Linked DNA regions of Danio rerio: region 2 is linked to region 1. Evidence: chromatin contacts called from public Hi-C data. All regions are on one chromosome and are shown on one strand. The core of a region is the stretch at or near the end of the contact, and the rest is flanking DNA. Distances in the headings are between cores, read along the strand shown.

The links. A called contact is a pair of places that touch in the nucleus more often than the background predicts.
Region 2: a contact with region 1 is called in a Hi-C map of an unstated tissue, with 2.9 times the contacts expected there. The contact joins the promoter of cyp2aa7 here to the promoter of scp2b in region 1. A contact is called at or near these places in 2 of 18 Hi-C or Micro-C datasets (caudal fin and an unstated tissue).

Annotation. Positions count from the first base shown.
Region 1 is chr23:45,200,748-45,207,142 of GRCz12tu, forward strand. scp2b (sterol carrier protein 2b) reads left to right here and starts at 3,528. Exons shown (of 5, transcript NM_001006093.2): 1 at 3,528-3,670. The coding sequence starts at 3,648.
Region 2 is chr23:45,724,369-45,730,763 of GRCz12tu, forward strand. cyp2aa7 (cytochrome P450, family 2, subfamily AA, polypeptide 7) reads left to right here and starts at 3,967. Exons shown (of 9, transcript NM_001109722.1): 1 at 3,967-4,219; 2 at 4,318-4,471; 3 at 4,771-4,923; 4 at 6,200-6,360. The coding sequence starts at 4,025. The region is part of intron 29 of tut4 (terminal uridylyl transferase 4); the gene reads left to right. LOC141380559 (a long non-coding RNA gene) reads right to left here and starts at 3,945. Exons shown (of 2, transcript XR_012398764.1): 1 at 2,616-3,945; 2 at 1,211-1,750.

The sequences.
Region 1 (6,395 bases), core at 2,278-4,777:
CCTTAAAATGAAAGTTGTAATCATTTAATTATTCTTTACTTGCCAAAAATTTTCTAAGACTGATTAAATTGAATTATATTGAATCGTATAAAATTATAAGTCATATGAAATATGACATGTTTGAAGGTAAATTCTCCTTTTATTCTGAACAGAGTAGTCAAAGAATACATAACAACATACATAACAACTACTGTGACAGGTATGAAAATGACACATTTTCATACTGATAATTATTATATAAACATTTAATTGCAAGCCTAAATACTAGAGCTTTATTTATATGTATTTAAGCTTTATTTAAAATAAATAGAATTCAGTTTTTTTATTACGAAAATGTTTGACATATTTTTAATCAAGTTTTTTTGTTACTTTTTATTGGTTTATTTTCTTTTTTCTCTACAATTAGAGAACTAGAGACCATTTTGATCTTGAAACAACATACAGTTCATCAAAAAATGAAACATCTGTAATTATGGGTGGCACGGTGGCTCAGCAAGAAGGTCGCTGGTTTGAATCCTGGCTGGGCCAGTTGGCGTTTCCATGTATAGAGTTGGCATGCTGCCCTGTGTTGACGTGGGTTTCCTCCAGGTGCTCCGGTTTCCCCCACAGTCCAAATACATGCGCTATAGGTGAACTGGACAAACTAAATTGGCCGTAGTGTATGAGTGTGTGTGGATGTGAGAGTGTCTGGGTGTTTCCCAATGTTGGGCTGCAGCTGGAAGGGCATCCGCTGTGTAAAACATATGCTGGATAAGTTGGTGGTTCATTCCGCTGTGGCGACCCCGATTTATAAAGGGACTAAGCCGAAGAGAAAATGAATGAAATTGAGTAACCAACATCTTAAAAGCTGCAGACATTGGAGCAGTGTTTGCATGCCTGATTTCAGCCAGTCTCTGTTTCTCTCTCTCTGTGAATGGACAGTGCAGTGTCCACAGGCCAGAGTTTAAAGGGTGACAGTGCACTCTATCCATTAGTCTAATGAGATCTGCATGTTGGGTGTTATAACAGCCTCCCAGCTCTCCCTCTCTCTCTTAAAAAAAATAATTAAAAAATAGGATAATATTGGTCTGAAATCGGATTCACATTGTCAGGCAAAGATTATTCTAGTTTATTTGTTTTTAATTTTTTCTTTTTATTCTGCTGGACCGACATAGCCAGCATGATGTTCATCATCATGATCTTCTTCTTCTCAAAACTGAAGGATAATATTGATGAATAATCCCTTATAGCATGGGTCTTAAACTCAATTCCTAAAGGGCCGCAGCTCTGCAGTTTTGCTCCAACCTGAATCAAACACAGCTGATCCAACAAATGCAAAAACCACCTACTACTGTCGTGGTTTTCTTGGTTTTTCTCTTACTAATTCAAACTCAGTCTGGAGGTTATGAATATTAGAAGAATATACTTTATTGTCGACAACATAGGAGAATTTTCAGGAGACCCCCAGTAGCATCTCTGTCTGAAAAATTCTGTCTCACTCAAATTCTAGCCTGCTTAAATACTCTGTTTTTTCCTTTGTTGTACATAAGTCACACAAGATCCCTCCTAGTTTAACCCTTGACTCCAAATTCCACCTCTGTCATCTGTTTTTCCCTTATTTCTACATATGTCACACAAATTCCACCTAGGTTAACCCCTGACCTCAATTTCCACCTAGGTTAACCCCTGACCCAAACCTGGTAACTATATAACTTATCCAGTTCTTGTGATATGGTAATTCTTCCAATGGTATCCAAGTCTACAAGCAGATTATACACATATAATTTGAATATATAGATTAACTTCACACTTTAAAGAGTATAAAATCCACTTCACTACTCAGTAGGTACTGCATTTGAATTTAAACCTACTACTCGGCCGTTAGAAAAGTATGTTCTATAAAGTATAAATGTGAAAAGTATGAATGGAATTCGGACGTACTACATCTGTCATTTTGTCATGGTCACGTGACCTACCTGCGTCAATTGCGTCGCTTTACTCCCATTAATGAATTCGCTCGCGGGGCATCATGGGACAGCACAGCATGCATGGGATGTGCACTCCAGAATCTCGCCGGAAGTAGTAAGTCACCCGGGTACTTTTCGCATACTGATTTTCGAATTCTATGAATTCGGACATACTATTCGGCTCGCATACTGAATTTAGCGTACTATATAGTATGGAAGTATGCGGTTTCGGACGCAGCCAAAGTGTTCTAGACTCTTTTATAAAACTTCATTAGTTGGATCAACTGTGTTTGATTAGGGTTGGAGCAAAACTGTGCAGAGCTGTGGCGCTTTAGGAATTGAGTTTGAGACCCATGCCTTATACCAGTGGTCTCAAACTCAATTCCTGGAGGGTCGCAGCTCTGCATAGTTTAGCTTTAACCACCTCCAACTCACACTTGCTCAACAGTCTCTAGTATTCTTGATCACCTTGATTATTAGGATCAGCTGTGTTTGGTTGGAGCAAAACTTTGAGGCCTGTGCCTTATACTTTGATTGATGGTGTCTACTCTAAACCCTTAAAGGAGGGGTCACCAATCTCGTTCCTAGAGGTCCGGTGCTCTGCAGGGTTAAGCTCCAACTTGAAACATCCAGGCATGTGTGTTGAGGCAAGAATACCTAGAAAGACCTTGATTAGCTTATTCAGGTGTGTTTGATTAGGGTTGGAGCTAAAATCTGCAGGACGCCGGACCTCCAGGAACAAGTTTGGTGATCCCTGCCTTAAAGCATAGGTCTCAAAATGCATTCCTAAGGGCTCTGCACAGTTTTACTGTGGGGGAAGCCAGAGCACCCAGAGGAAACCCACAGCAACACAGGGAGAACATGCAAACTCCACACAGAAATACCAACTGGTGTCCTGACATTTTACTCTACCCATCAGATTATGCTACCAACACTGTATTTGAATGGTTCTGAGGTTGGGGTTAGGGATCAGGTAGGCTATGGTGATATTACAGTTTCATATCACACTACTCCACATTAAAATTTACACTGGTAGCAAAATCTGATGGGTAGCATCCTTTTTGAATGGATGGTAGAGCAATCTGACAAGGTAGGAGAAATCAACAGAACACCAGGACTCGAACCAGCAGCCTTCTTGCTGTGAGGCGACAGTGTTAATCACTGAGCCATCGTGTCACCCCCAATGTAAATACTAATACCTAAAATTTCAAAGGTGCACCTCATAGTACCTTAAAGATACAAAAATGAGCCTTAAAAGTAAAAAGTGTACCCCTAAGATACCAATATTCACCTGTATGGTACAACCAATATTCACCTGTATGGTACAATAGTTTACCTTTTGAAAAGGTAATGGCCCAGTGACAGATTATGTAGCTTTCTAAATGTGTAGTAGCTATTTAACCCATCTTCAACCCTCCTGAGGGACCCAGTGTCCTGCAGAATTTATTTCCAACCTGCGTCAACCCAGCTGTTTATTACCAGAAGATTCAAATGGTGAAAAGCAATTGCGTATGGAAACTGTGAACTTTGCTGTTCGATCGGAGTTTGATTGTTTAGGTCTGACTCACGGCTGCGGAATCCGGAAGTAGCTTTCAGATACAAATGTCCTGCTGATTGTTGGCCTGCAGATCACCTGTCTGACTCTCTGTCTGTCTTTCTGTCTGTCTCTCTCTCTCTGTCTGCCGCTCACATACAGGAATAATGCGCGTCCCGCAGGTGTCCAGGTGAGAATGATGATGATCGGATATGTGTTTACATTCATTGTGTGTTGATGATCATAGCGCGTGTTTGGAGACTCAGAGCTGAGTGTGTGACAGCAGCAGCAGATGGAGGTCATTTACATGCGGGACTCATTCATTAGAGTATTTCTGCTTCCCATTTGATTATACATGAATTATTTAGATTGTTTTAGATGATTGTTCTTATATCTTTCTTCATCCATTCATCTTTATTTTCTTTCTATCTATCTATCTATCTATCTATCTATCTATCTATCTATCTATCTATCTATCTATCTATCTATCTGTCTGTCTGTCTGTCTGTCTGTCTGTCTGTCTGTCTGTCTGTCTGTCCCTTCATCCATTCATATCTGTCTGTCTGTCTGTCTGTTTCTTCATCTATTATCTATTTTTCTTTCTCTTCATCCATTAATTTGTTTCGTCTGTCTGTCTCTCTGTCTGTCTGTCTACTTGTTTAGCCTGCATTTGTGCATTCAGTGTAAGCTGCATGGTTAATCATTTAAAGATCAGGATCTCAACACCCACGCAACATAAATAATAAATGACGGTGATTTGCAAATGTTTATTAATCTTTCAAATTGCTGAATTCAAATCTGTGTTTGATAAATGGTTTGAGTTACTTATGAAGTTACAGACAGTCAAATAACGCAGAAGTACCGGGATAGCAGTCTATAGCTTTGATAAAAATACTGACGTTTATGTTAAAGATTAAAATCACCATCATGTGCTTTTAAAAATGATCATCTAGCAATGAAACAAGTTTTATGAGTGAATAACTGAATCATTTATCGAAAAAATAAATATGGGTTGTACAAATGATAATGTTAGATTTCTACATTTAGAGTTATAAGCAACAGTAGTAGTAACAGTGAATTATTCACAGTACTGAATATTTTACAGTATATTTTTATTCAACTGATATATATATATATATATATATATATATATATATATATATATATATATATATATATATATATATATATATATATATATTCATTCATTCATTTTCTTTTCGCCTTAGTCCCTGTATTAATCCGGGGTCGTCATAGCGGATTGAACCGCCAACTTATCCAGCACGTTTTTACGCAGCGGATGCCCTTCCCTTCGCAACCCAATATAAATATTAATATTTATTATGTCAATTAAGTTCTTCCAGTTTTACATTCATTTTACATTCTAATTTACCTGCATTTTTTATTTTGTTTTACACTACTAGACACTATACTTATATAGTATGTTTTCTTTGAAAATAAAATTAACTTTTGTAACATCAAAATGGGACTTCTCTTCTAAGATAAAATGTTGAATGTATTTACAAAAAATGAGAAACGTAAAAGACTAAACTAATTTAATTTAAATGAGGCAATTAAAAAAGCATAAAAGCTAACAAAAGCTGTACTCGATATTTAATTAAATGTGTTTTCATTTAGTTTTTAATTAAGTTGAAGTTTGAAGTTTTTAATTATTTTCAGTGTTTTATGAGTTTAAATAAATCCATTTATATTTTTGGCGTCGATGAGGAAACATCTCAAAAGCTCACTCCAGTTGACCTTGATATCCTAGATAAATAATTTGTGTAGCTGTAACAGTTTTTTATCTGCCTGATGTGAGGGTTTATTTTCTTCTTCATCTTCTTGTTCTGAGGAAGTCTGTGAGTAACTCCACATGTGACCAGTTCATCAAGAGATCTTTGTGTCTGGATGTCTTCCTGCACTTAAATTCTTGTCCTGAACTTAAATCAGCCCCGTTGTTCGTTTTTGATTGCAATATATGAGGTCTGGATGTGTTTCTGACAGCTGTTAGGGAAAGATATTAGGATATGAGGCTGATTGGATTCAAATATGTTTTATGGTCAGACTCAGCAAAGTTGCTTGTAATGTCCTCCTGAAATCACAATGAAGGATTTGGGTGGTGGTTTTAGTATGTTTTCATTAAGGTCATTTATGATTATTGTTGTTATAAACTACTGTGCACCAAAACAAAGAAAATCATGTATTTCTACACTGTAAAAATGCGGTTCGATTTTTAAGCATGAAGGAATCAAGGTAACTTATTAGTTTATTGCTCAAAAATTATGCAAACAAATTATTTTAATGAAGTTTAGTTCAATCAAAATACGGCTGAAATTGGTCACTTATTTAAATGTAAGCGCATGTTCAAGCAAATGTTATTTGATCATCTGCATATATAGGATCATAAACAACTTCTCTGTCTGTCTTTTTGCCTATCTATCTGTCTGTCTGTCTGTCCGTCTGTCCGTCCGTCCGTCCGTCCGTCCGTCCGTCCGTCCGTCTATCTATGACTGTCTATGACAGTCCATTCGTCTGTGCGGCTGTTCATCCATCCATCCATCTATTGCTATCTTTCTGTCTTTCTCTTTATCTGTCTGTCTTTCTTTCTCTTTGTCTGTCTGTCTGTCTGTCTACCTACCTACCTGTCCGTCCATGCTGTCTGTCTGTCTGTCTGTCTGTCTGTCCACCTGTCCGTCCGTCCGTCCGTCCGTCCATCCGTCCGTCCGTCTGTCTGTCTATCTATGACTGTCTGTCTGTCCATCAGTTCGTCCGTCCATCCATCCATCCATCCATCCATCTATTTCTATCTATCTGTCTTTCTTTCTCTTTGTCTGTCTACCTACCTACCTACCTACCTACCTACCTATCTGTCTGTCCGTCCGTCCGTGCTATCTATCTGTCCGTGAGTCCGTCCG
Region 2 (6,395 bases), core at 2,717-5,216, 520 kb after region 1:
CGACCATTACCTCCGCGGTACTAAAGGCTGATTGATACTTTAGCGTCAAGTGGACAGATGCCTTTGTGTGGTCGCATAGCCCTCAATGTGGCCATCGCCGAAAATTTAACTACATTTTCTGCCGGTTCGCATCTCAAAATGAGCGAGTTAGAGCAACTTGTACATTAAGGTATCGTTCAGAAAAAACAAAACAACCACGAAGAACTTGACAAAGAGGAACCTTAAAACCTATTGCCAGCTAGCATTTCGGAAGAGTTATTGCAGAGCAACACAAACAGAACACGTGGCAAGATTGTGACTATAACACCAGGGGCACTAAAGGATGGGATGTGAACAGAAATATACAGTAGCTGTACATACCCTGCTACTTGTAAATGAAAAAGAAATAATGAAACAAAGCATTATAATTCCTTCATTAATTATTAAAAAGTTGTTAAGTTTCAATATGGTTCTAAATCATTTTGGAAATAAAAGAACTAAAATGAAAGTACATACATACTGTACATTTTATAATAATTACAATCAATGATGCATATTTACATGCGATTGAGTCTAACCATTTGGTGAGTACATGGAATTAAAGGTGCAGTAGGTGATCTTACACAATGCTAACAGAGCCACGCCTCCTGAAACACGAGCACCGCAAAAGAACCCTCTCTCATGTGTTAAAAGCGACTAGTGCTTGTCCAGCGGCGTGCAAGCCAAACTGACATGCTATTTCAGAGTGAATATTTAGAGTTGCATGGTAAACAATATAGGGAGAGGCTAGGCGGAATAGCGGTATTTGCTTGTGTTTTGTTGTTAAACGAATTAAATCCACATCATTGATGCTGTAAAAGTCCTTTATGAAACTGAAAATAGTCTTATCCATCTTTCATCGGAAGATTTTAGTGGCTGAACAACACTTCTGTGAGGATATAACCCATTTGTAACAACAACATCTAACGTTACATCAGCTCTGCGTGAAGCTAAAACAGTTTTAAAACAGAACATTACCTGTCTAAGAGAAATCCGGAAAACAGACAGATTGGGCTACTTATCGGAATTATGAGAGATGTCGGTTAATTGGATGAACATTTTTTAGTTTTATGCCTTACCCAGAATATAAAAATACACATAAATACATTTTGATCATTTACTGTAATCATTACTATTAGACTGTGAAGAGACTTTCAACCTGCACAACAAAAAAATGCTTCTGAAGACAATCACCTACTGCACCTTTAATTAAAATTACTCAGTAATTTGTTAAATCATTACATTTTAACAAGGACACCTTAATATAAAGTGTAATCAAATATTTTAAAAATACACTACTAAACGATTACAAATGTTGTGGTATGAAAAAATCCCGGTCCTCTTATTACTGCTGATGTGTGTTTTCATCCAGGCCACATTGGAGAGATCACAGCTTTCGCATTTCCAGTAATGCTTTGTTCATTAAGCATTACATTTGTTTTCCGTTTAGTTTTTTTCATTGAAGAATCTCTGTTAAAACCTTTCAGATGTGTCTTATACTATAGTTTAGCTCCAGCCGGGAGAAGGAACGTCTGGACCCCGAGTCCATGCAGCGTCACCACATCAGGCATGGATGCCAAGAGCTGCCGGACCGAACCAAAGCCATTCAATACTTCTGAGTCGAGGAGAAGCGGACAGGATCTGCGGGCTTTACTTAAACTGATGCCTTCAGGGTATTGAGCCATCAGATCCAGAAGTGATCTCTTCAGATTCAACAGGCCAGATTTTGGTTCTGAGGATGAACAGAGTGAGAACACAATATGAAAATAATCTAGAGCTTTAGTATACAGTATAGGACAATAATGTTAATAAGACAACAATATTTTAATTATAGTGTTACACTGATTCTGATTTATTGGCTTATATTAAAGTTTCAAATGTCTCCTAATGAGTTATACCAATCAATAACATAGAGGTTACTGGGAATTATATTGGTTTTAATTGAAACTGTATTGGTCCTGTGAGTATCTACGGGCTATTTTTGCCTTCTGTTGGTGCCATGTTAAAATAAAATAAAAATCCTACTGAATTATGTCCCAAAATGAACTAGAAACCATTGAAATTTACTGGTTAGATTGGTTTACGATATGGTTTATGATGTAATAGGTTTATGATATACTGGTTGTATGGTATTTAGAACTCCTGTGGTGGTTTGTATTGTCTTTTTCAAGAAGCAATCGAAATACATGCTTTTATTATGCTCCAGACATACTTTATACTATTACAAGTGCTAGACTGACAAAGTTTTATGATGATTTTGAAATTATATTGAGCTATAAATTATTATAGCCTATTTAGCATTCCTTTATGAAAACAAATAGTCTGTCCTCTTGTTTACTAAGTATTAAAATGTAAACATTATATTTGAAACCTACATAAATACTTCACGGTTAGTTTTGTGACTGCATGTTATTCTTCTCAATCATATTTAAGTTACAAAGTGTTTACAACAGTATGTAATGAAAGACGAATACCAAACTTTACACCACTTTTACACTACTCGTCATCAGTCATGCTTTTACATCTAACAGTATGGTAAGCAACTTTACATTTCTTTGGGTGAAACTATTAACATTGTACTGTGTTTATTTACTCACGTGTATCGGATGACGGTGGAGCTCCTTTAGCGACCACCGCACTGTATAGATTCGGTCCGTTCATCATTAACCGGTGTAAAATGATCTGCCTTCGGGATTATGACAGCGAAATTCTGTTCATGTGATACAAAATACTGTCCCGTTTGCTTACACATCCACGGTAAAATGTATCCCTTAATAATTTCCTTACTTTAAACGGAGTTGTACAGCTCTTCTAGCTTTTAAACGAATCGAAACTGACACTCATTTGTATACGAATCTGTTCACTGAACCGACTCGTTTGAACTTAATTTGAAAATGATTCTTTTGAATCATTACTAAAATGCTGCATTGATTTGATTTATGATTCGTTATGATGATTATCAGTTGATTTATTAGTTTATTTCCTGTCATCCCCACGTACAAACATAATTATAACCTCATAAATTAGTTGTGTTTTGTGAATGATGCACTTGATTCATTTTAAAGATCCGATTCAAAAAATGAACCACAAGCCAAAGCAACACTTTCGTTTTTGTTTTCTCCTTAACGTTAGTTCCTAGATTAAGAAGTGCAATAATATAAAATGTTTCCTTAATTTTAGACAAACAACGCCTTTTATTTCATCGACAACTTGCATCAGCTCTTTCTGTCAGGGTTAAGTTAGACGATATGAGAGAAACGTGTTTCTCTCTGTCGAGATACCTCACGCATTTCTCAAACATTGAATAATTTAGCATAATTAGACTATAATGATTAGATTATAGATGTGCATAATTATATTTAGGTAAATTAACTCATTTTTATTGCTTTTGTTTGGATTGTATCTGTCGTATAAGTATGACTAAGTACAGTCACCAATGTGTTGCTTGAGGTTGCATCAAGTTTATTTTATAGCTGACTCATTGTCTTGTGCTTTACCTTTGCCATACTTGTGCTTTTTTTTCTCAGCTCTACACACCTCTTGTGTGTTATTAATAACCAGGCCTAATCATCCTTAGATTAGGCATCAGTAAAGTATTCAATCAGTGATTGTTGTCCAATTTTCTGTCACGCTAAGTTTCCAACGCACAAGAACTCTTGTGAACCTGAGAAGGAAAATGTGAAAATGAAAATGTCTAAAGCTTCTGCTTGAATGTTACCCAGAATGTATGACGGTAACAGGAAAATGCATCATGAGCCAAATGTTGCCTGATACATTTGTACTTTTGCAAATAAGTAAATATTAGGGTATTTTTTTAAAATAAAGAATAGCTGTGTGCTACAATAATTTATGTAGTTTGCCTTTTCTCAATATATCTTTATCAAAGTAGTGCTGAAAGGGTTAACAGCATGTCGAACTCTTTTTCTGTCTCCTCCCTCATCCTTTGTTATAAAGCCCCTGACCTACTGCTTCTCTTGTGTGTTTGTCTTGAACTCAACTGGTAAACATGTTTGCCGCTCTCCTGAAGTTAGACTTAGCCTCTGTGGGCTTGACCCTGTTCCTAGGCTTGATTTTTCTGGTTCTTTTTGAGATCTTCAGGATTAATTCCTACAAAGGTCGATTTCCACCTGGTCCAACACCTCTTCCTTTTGTGGGAAACCTACCACATTCCTTGAAGAACCCAATGGAGTTCATAAGATCTGTAAGTCTTTGCTGCTTTTCTCTCATTGTGAAGCTCTGCTGCTGTATTCTGAACAGCACACACATGCACCCAACTTGCTGTAAATGTTCTTCAAACAGATGCCTCAATATGGAGAAATGACCACTATGTATCTCGGAAGAAGGCCAGCGATAGTCCTCAACACAATCCAGCTTGCTAAGGAAGCCTTTGTTCAGGATGCTTTTTCTGGAAGACCGTTTCTGCCTGTTATGGACTGGGTAGCTAATGGACTCGGTCAGTAACACTTTTAATATTAAAGCTTCCCAATTGTTTTTTTTTTTTTTTTTTTTACAGAAATGTTAGAAACCCTTTTGTTAGCAAATTTTAACCTTTTCAATCATTTTTAGATACCCAAAGAACTTTTTTTGCACTATAAATAACTTTATGAACAATAAAGATTCCATAGGTGTTAATGGTTCATGGAATCATAAATGCCAGCCTTTAAGTTTTATGAGTGTACAGTTGATCTTGGGAGCTCAATGCATCTTTGCTAAAGAGGTGTGCATTAGAAGGTCTGTTTCTCTCTTTCTCAGGGATAATAATGGTCACGTTTAACCACTCCTGGAGGCAGCAGAGACGGTTCGCTCTGCACACACTCAGAAACTTTGGCCTGGGGAAAAAATCAGTAGAAGATCGTGTGTTAGAGGAAAGCCGATATCTGATTGCTGAAATACTGAAAGGAGAAGGTGTGTAATGTTCAGATTGAACTGTGTGGGTATAAACAAGGCAAGGCAAGTTTATTTATATAGCACATTTCATACACTGCAGCAATTCAAAGTGCTTTACATAAACAAGAATAAAAGAAACAAGTAAAAAAAAAAATTATAAAAATGAGTAAAAATAAACATAAAAACAGGTAAAATGTGATATAAAAGAATGAAGAAGAAGAGAAAAACATGATAGTGCAAACTGTCGGACGCAGCAGTGCTTATTCAGTAAAGGCACGGCTAAACAGATGTGTTACAAGCTCAAGTCAAACAAACTCCAAGAACCCTTATGGAATATTTCTAATAAGACCAAAAATGCTATAGGATATTATGGGTGTCACGATCCTACAAATTCTCGATTCGATTACATTTTCGATTCTGAAAGCACGATTCGATTTGATTTTAGATTATGAATAATTAATGAATTAATGACCATTTAATTATTTGTAGCCTACCGTTTAAACTACCTGACCTGCATGGTCTTTGTTTTACCCATAAATAAATCATACAGTAAATGAATAAAGGCAATTTACACATATAATTACCACCTGTCAATCACTTTTTCTGCGGGATTCGTGAATAGGCAGTGATCTGTGTCGTTATAATGGCGTCGGTAAAAAAAGAGGCACAATCAACAGGAACCAGCCAACAGTATCTGAGGTGTTCGCTAAAATGACTAAGTACAAGTGAGTGAAAGTTTGAAGCAGTCCTCTGACTGCCTGGACCTGCTTTCTCGAGCACATTGCTGTGTGTGCGTCTGTGTCTGTGTGGTCACGTGATGTGCGTTTTCAGCAGTAGTGGGGAAGGAGGGCTGCTCAGAAATGCTACACGCCACTGTAGATGTCAAATCGTTGTCGTTCTAAAATGCCATTTAAAAACAAAGACAGTGTAAACAGGGCCTGAGTGTGTACTTTTCGCGAGCGGATTTGCAACGGGGGCGGGCGGAGGATCGCGATGCCGGTGTTGTCTATCGGACGAACCGTACGTAATACATACATAGCAGAGCTTGCAAAACTGTGTTTTGTTTTTTTTTGTCGTCAACACGAATGTTGTCAACATATCTCACTGGAAATCTAAAAGCTGACGTGACATGGGGGCGTGGCAGCATCGACGATTCTATTTTTTGATTCGATAATCAAAATTGAGCATAAATTTCGAAACCGTGACACCCCTATAGGATATATATGCTGCTTTTTGCATATTACAGTTTTCAAAATTGTACTGCAATGGAAATTGTTTTTTGTTTTTTTTGTAGGCAAGCCAATGAGTCCCCATCATCCCATACAGAACGCCGTTTCCAACATTATCTGCTCCATCGTGTTTGGAGATCGCTTCGACTACGATAACAAACGCTTTGAATACCTTCTGGAACTCCTAAATGAAAACTTTGTGCTCACTGGATCAGCAGCAGGACAGGTATGATTAAATTCCTTGTTCATGACTTTATTTAT